Regions from separate parts of the Danio rerio genome. Here region 2 is linked to region 1. Evidence: chromatin contacts called from public Hi-C data. All regions are on one chromosome and are shown on one strand. The core of a region is the stretch at or near the end of the contact, and the rest is flanking DNA. Distances in the headings are between cores, read along the strand shown.

Evidence for each region. A called contact is a pair of places that touch in the nucleus more often than the background predicts.
Region 2: a contact with region 1 is called in a Hi-C map of embryo, with 2.3 times the contacts expected there. The contact joins two enhancer-like sites. A contact is called at or near these places in 1 of 18 Hi-C or Micro-C datasets (embryo) and 1 of 4 datasets of contacts at active chromatin or transcription factors (caudal fin).

Annotation. Positions count from the first base shown.
Region 1 is chr17:25,541,717-25,545,138 of GRCz12tu, reverse strand. All of the region lies in intron 10 of ehbp1 (EH domain binding protein 1), which reads right to left. Among named protein-coding and RNA genes, the nearest start is that of ehbp1, 84 kb to the right of the region's middle. Within about 2 kb of position 1,623, at least 3 of the 62 cell types and tissues checked have an H3K27ac peak or open chromatin away from gene starts, as enhancers often do.
Region 2 is chr17:25,728,111-25,731,532 of GRCz12tu, reverse strand. wdpcp (WD repeat containing planar cell polarity effector) reads left to right here. Exons shown (of 19, transcript XM_073928533.1): 5 at 1,018-1,068. Among named protein-coding and RNA genes, the nearest start is that of mdh1ab, 36 kb to the left of the region's middle. Within about 2 kb of position 1,867, at least 3 of the 62 cell types and tissues checked have an H3K27ac peak or open chromatin away from gene starts, as enhancers often do.

The sequences.
Region 1 (3,422 bases), core at 374-2,873:
AATAAAAACAAACAAGATTCTTGGGCATCATCTACCACTGATTTCACATAAATTCTACCTAACAAAAAAGCAAAAATACATGTATTTTATGTTTCATGCATTTAAAAGAGCCAAAAAAGTGCAAAACTATACTGCCTGAAACAAGAGCCTCTAAAAGATTAAAACAGAGTTTACACGATCCAAGTTGAACATAAAAGTTGACTGCATGTCTGCAGTCTTTCTTTTTTTTTTTTTTTTTTGGTGATTTTTACCATCGCAATAATTACATCACTCCCTATTCTGTCACAGAATATTTTGTGACACTGTTAATAATCAGTGATTTTATATTCTAGTGACCACCACCCATCTTTGTCCACACCACATTTCAAAGCAAAGTAACATCAATAGGTCAAAGAGTATCAGTATGGTGCTCCTGAAGAAAGTTTTATGCAGCTTCTGCGCAGACTATTTACAAACTTCTGATGTTTGTGATCAGGCTTTTTGCAACATATTATCACTTTTATTTTGTCTTGGAGCAGTAGTTCCAGTTACTCAAAATAACCTATTTATGGGGTCTGCATAATTGATGACATTAAGTCATTGAACCCTACGTAACTCAAGCACTACGGGTAAAAAAAACTCTTATCAAGATAACTTTAAACAGGAAGTCAAACCTAATGTGAACACTTAGTGTGAACACCCAAGTAAAAAATTATTTTCTTAAATCTTTAAACCCAACATTTAAATAAAAATGGGCTTATTTACACTGAATATTTAAACCCAAAGACGTCTAGGTCCAAATAAAATCTTTGAAAAGCGACAGAAAGACAAGAAAAATGGCTTAACAAATGCACACTAAAAAAGGCTCACAAACAACAGAAGCTTTAATCACACACACTCTTTAAAAGTTGTAATCCACTTAAGACGCCTGTGGCAACATCTCACAACAGTTTTATGTTCATGTTTACACACATTCACAAGGTCAGCAGTCTTATAGACCTCTCTTCCACACAGCACAGATTTGGGACAGTCATTTGATTCATCAAGTGGCAGTCCATTTACCTCAATTATGCATCATTGTTTTCTCTTTAACCGCTTCTCAATTATTCAGCTGCACCTTGAATTTAATGATTAAATTGTCCCTAAATGTGTCTGTCTGCAATCTGCCTTTAGTTTCCAATTATGTTGGACTTTCAGTTGTGAAGGATTCATTGAACTGCTTTGAACCGAATGAAAAGCTCTATTATAAAAATTAGAATTCGAATGGAACAAGATGCCAAGAGAAAGCACAGTATAGACATATATTTAGTGTCATTTTAGAAATGCAAACACTGAAGCCCGCATAGAAATTCAATCACAAACCAATGGCCTCTTCAGTGTGCTACTTTTTGAGAAATCTGGCAAAAGAAGAGATTGAGGAAGTTATCAACACAATATGATCCATTTTTTGTGATATTATGTGACAAAAGAAAGATGTGTTCTGTTCAAATGACAGCACTTTCATGTGAATTTCATCATTTCACATTACAACCTTGCTAAGTTTTCTTGCTGAAGCGAGAGAAGTTCATTTGCCTAAGCTTGAGGCTGAGGGGGAGTTTTTTGGGCCTTGTACAAAACCACGAAATATGCAAGCATGACTAAATCACATTTCCGGGGCCTTTTTCCCATGCTAAGCTACACGGCTTTAAAAATTTAAACACAACAGCCTTCGCTAAAACATAAGGAAATTTGGGAGGATACGAGCGAGAGCAAATCTCCCGCACGCGCTTGTGTGCTATACATGTGTAATGTGGTGTAATCTAACGTCAGAGGCGGTGAAAACACTGCCGGAAAGGCATAGCCCAAAACTCTGAACTGTGTAAATGAGCTTTATCTAGTGAGGCCTGCACACGCGCACACATAAAAAAGCAGTATTGAAAAGCGAAAAAAAGCGACTGGCACAATGTTTGCTCTCTGATAGAGGGAGGCAGACGTTCACCAAACACACCGAATGACTTAAATTGCTGTAACGTTCAACATCATCAACATGCAAGCATATCTGGCAAAGCAAACAGAACTTAACAACAACCTTCAAATTACCGCCACGCTAAACAAACCCTCCAAGAAAAATGTGATTTACGAAAGCAAAACAGACGTGAGCCAAAAAACGTATAAAAGATTCTTTCAGTGTCGTTAGTTAAAGCAGAGATGAGAGGGTGTGTAAAGCAGGGAAAACTAAATCTATACAGCGCTAATCTGCTTTAGACAACACTCTTCAACAAACAAATTACAGGAGGCGAAGTTCAGCGATCTGCTCTGATAAAGCTGTCATTTATCAATGAATCCGCAATGCACACGGAAACTCATTAAGAGCAGAGCAGCAGTAATACTGTGAGGAAAAGGAGGGAGAGAGGGATGAGGAGAGGAGAAGAGAGAGAAACATCAGGTGTGCTCTGCTCCGCTCTGCCGTCAGATCGTTGTCCGCCGCGGTACGGTCTCGTTGGCAGATGAGAGCCCTGATAAGCGAAAGCAATTAAAAAGAATATAATTACAAAGTCACCCCTATCTGAACGAGGCCTTGATCAAAACACGCCCACGTCAATACGTCGGCCGGAGTGTGAAGCGGGATCGATGGAGTCAGTCAGGAAGGAAGACTTTTACTGTGGCATATTTAACACCATCAATCGGCATCGCGCATGAACGATGAGATGAGACACACATCTAAGATAATGGAAGACACAAAAACACAACCCGCAACACAAGACAAACTCTCTTCATGGAAAACACCAGCATTTCTTCACGTTAAATGCCCTGATTCAAAACTAGGGGTCAAAGATTCCGAACTTAGACAATATAAAGTGTGACTTTACAGTATGTTTACTTTATACACACTTCAACACATTGAATCACATTTCTGCATGGCAAACATTAAATGCACTGATTCAGAACTAGGGTTAAGTGTAGACTTAAAAAAATATTCTAAACTCACACAACAGACAGAAAATATAATTACTTTATATATACTTTAACACATTGAATCACATCCATGATGTCCATAAGAAAAATCTCATTCCAATGAAACAAAAATGAATGAATGAATGAATAAAAGAATGAATGAATGAATGAATGAATGAATGAATAATTAAAATTAAGATTAATTGATCAATTAATGAAAATGTATTAATTATTAAATTTTCTGGCCAATTCTGACTGAAAAGGAATAATAGTAAAAAATGGTCAAAATATAGAAAACTACTACATCTACATAATGATGATAAGGTGAATGAATGGATTGAATGAACAACCATAAAAAAATCAACATATATCACCATATATTTAAGTCAACCAATCATAATATATAAAAGGTTAAAGGGACAGAAAAAAAATGTCTAAAGATCGTAAAAATCGTAACAATTTTTTTGATACAAATGAATAATTCGATTCACAGAACTCTGTTATCCTCA
Region 2 (3,422 bases), core at 618-3,117, 190 kb before region 1:
GTTTTTTTTAAATCACAAAGTGTGAATATATTAATTAACTGTGTATAATTTAGTATCTCAACTGTTACAATTACAGCAGCATTAACAGGTTAAAGGCTAATTGACATTAACATTTGAAATGGTTCACATAAATATTGAAAATGCCATTTCTGTTACAGAAAGCTATTTAATGCAATACTTGATTTGGCTTTATCGGAAAGAGTTTCTTGAAAATTGTTAGTGTTGGACAATTATTGGTAGACAAGTTAAACTGTTTAGCATAAAAAAATGCATTATTTCACCACATATCCAGATCATCCACAATATTAATTTGATGTGCTAGCGATAGATTTTGTAATAATTTTTTTATTTTGTTGTATTCTGTATTTTAAATATAATTTAACTTCTTTATTTTTTTCCAAACAAAACTGCTTTAATACATATTGTCCCATTCTCAGGCAAACTTTCAATTTTAAGCAATGAAAATTCATTACAGATATAATACTTCTAAGCACCATAATAATGTAAAAAAATGAAATAACAATTTAAAAATGAATTGCTAAAGCAATATGAAAAGTTTTGCATTAAAGTAATTTTTAATATGATATTTTTATTGCAAATTTTGTAACTGTCCTCTATGTTGTTTTCATCACAAACCAAAATCAAAAATTGTGAATATATTAATTGTGTATAATTTAGTATCTCAGCTGTTACAATTAAAGAAACATTAACAGGTTAAAGGCTAATTGGCATTAACATTCCACATTTATCACATAAATATTGATGTCACAGAAAGCTATTAAATGCAGGTCTTGATTTGGCTTTATGGTTTAAGAGTTCTTGAGTTTTGGAAAATTGTTAGTGTTGGGACAATTATTAGTAGACAAGTTAAACTGTTTAGCATTTTAAAATATATGCTTTAATTCAGTTTGCTTTTACCACATGTCCAGATCACCCACAATATGCACACACAACTCACTTATACATCCTCTCTCATAAAAATGATTTTTTTTTAACAATGTATCCCTCTTTGTGCAGCCTCTCCTACAGATCAGCATTACTACAATGAGAAACAGCAGTTTGCAGACAGTAAGTAATCCATCATCAAACAATTAACCTTCATGTCAATGACTGTATTAGCTCATTATTAAAGAGCATCAGTTTACATGTTACTGAAGCAACACTCATCCAATCCCTAAATTAAACTGCTTCAGATGCCTGGAAAATGAAGTGCCCCATTAGTGCAAATCTGACAAATATTAAGCATCACTCCACTTCTTTAACCCTCACGAGTATGACGCAACAGTAATGAAGGATGGGGATAAAAAAAACACTGCGTAAAACTGTAATGTACTGGTGGCTTTCAAAAGTTGGGACAGAAAATGTGTTTTTGCAGTAATTCTACAAACTTTAGTTGAGCACCAGCTGTCTCGAAATGTATTGTGTTTTTTTAATGGTGCAGCCATGGCGTAAGATTTACTACTGTGTATTCTTGTAGAATGTTTCTATTGTATTTTTAAGCTTGTGGCATGTTTAAAATAATAATAAAAAAAACCTTAGTAATATGGGTAAGTTATTATTAAGAAATATGAGTAGTTGTTTTTGTCAAATGTTTTAAGTAGTCTGTTTCCATCAACATTACATTTAGTCAGGCGTTCCTCTCTGCTTTTTAATTTTTGTGTTTGTTTTATTGCAAGTACAGCTTTATTCTGTATTGCAATTGTAGTTTATTCTACAGTAGCACTGACAGCTTTATATTGCTTTTTTATTTGGTTATGATGTTGTCAGATGTTCATTTCCACTATGGCCACAGTGTCTTCCCATATAATGCCCGGTTACCTCCTACCCGCTTGCCCTGCTGGTGGGGCAACTCCCGTCGCCCTCGAGAGAAACACAAACACCCTTATCAGAAGACACAGACCCGTCCCCCTCTCGCCCCCGTCCTGCTCGTCCCCCACCTCTCTCCTTCATTTGCATTCATTTATTTCTGCATCCTCTTACTCCTAAAAGGCAGGAGACGTTTCTTAATAGTGTAGAAATACCAATAAAAAAAACTGATTGGACTTGATTGCGAAATCTTTAAGAAAACAAATAACAGACCTCCTTCATTTCCGTGGGTCCCTGTCCCGGATGAGCGTATTAATGCATAAATGCAAACGCATACTCACAGATTGAACTCAGCCGAGAATTCTATTAACGTTTCTTTCTCTTTTTTTTCCTCCCTTCGCTGGTTTGCTCCAGAGGGAAACAGGGACTGAGATCTGAGCGGAAATTTGGGGGGCTTTGTGAGCGGAACGAGGCATTTTGGAGTGGCGTATTTAATGTGTTTAATATGTTATGGTAACTTTGAGTTCTTCCCTCGGGTGACTGTGTTAACTCAGGGAGCGCTGATTGAATGAGACCACGGCGTTACACTGAATTTAGCCTCTGTTGCGCTATTAGTTAATATTTTGATTTTAAATCCCTTCTGTCTACAAAATGAGAGAAATCAAAAGAGAGAAAAGTAAATATTTCAACTATAGTGAAAATAGAAGATTGATGTTTTTGAACATTAAGAGGAGGAAGCTTTGCATTGTAGATTAAGTGAAAATATTGGATTTTGGTGGGAATGAGGCATTACGTTTGCTGTTAAAACGGAGTAGTTTTAACAAAAAAACATATCCATATGGGAAAAGACTTTTTAAATTGACTAAATTATATAAGATTAAAAAAAGTGCAACAAATTGTTTAGTAATATAAATAAATTTTCAAAATGGGAATTTAAAAAATAAAATAGGTACATGTTTAAAGTAAAATGTTTATTTTTGTTTGATATATTTCCTTATTGTCATTTTTATTTTATTGTTATAACTTATTTTCAAAATTTCAAATAAAAATTTATCATTTAGAGTATTTATTTGCAAGCAATGACAATTGGTCAAAGTACAATATTCCATATTTATGAACCTTTAAAGGGGCAGTAGGTGATTGTCTTCAGAAACATTTTTGTTGTGCTGGTTAAAAGTCTCTTTACATTCCAATAATACTAATTAAAGTAAATGATCTAAATGTATTTAAATTCATTTTTATATTCTGGTTGAGGTATAAGACTAAAAAATGTTCATCCAATTAAAAATTGTCTGGCAGATAATTTCCATAATTCTGATAAGTAGCCCAAACTATCTGTCAACAAATGTAGATTTGTACAACTGCACACCTGTTCACGCAGATCCGCCATTTGCGCGTACACACACGCCGCAGCCACGTGGACACAAGTGTGAGTGATAAAAACAAATGCTAAATCAAAACTTTTTAAAATCCTGAATCCATATTGGAATTACTTTTGAACGCTGGAGGAAGGATGACACCATGGCTGAAGTATTTCTTTTAGACAGGTAATGTTCTGTTTTAAAACTCTTTTAGTCACGCAAATATTATGTAGATTGTGTTGTTACACATGGGTT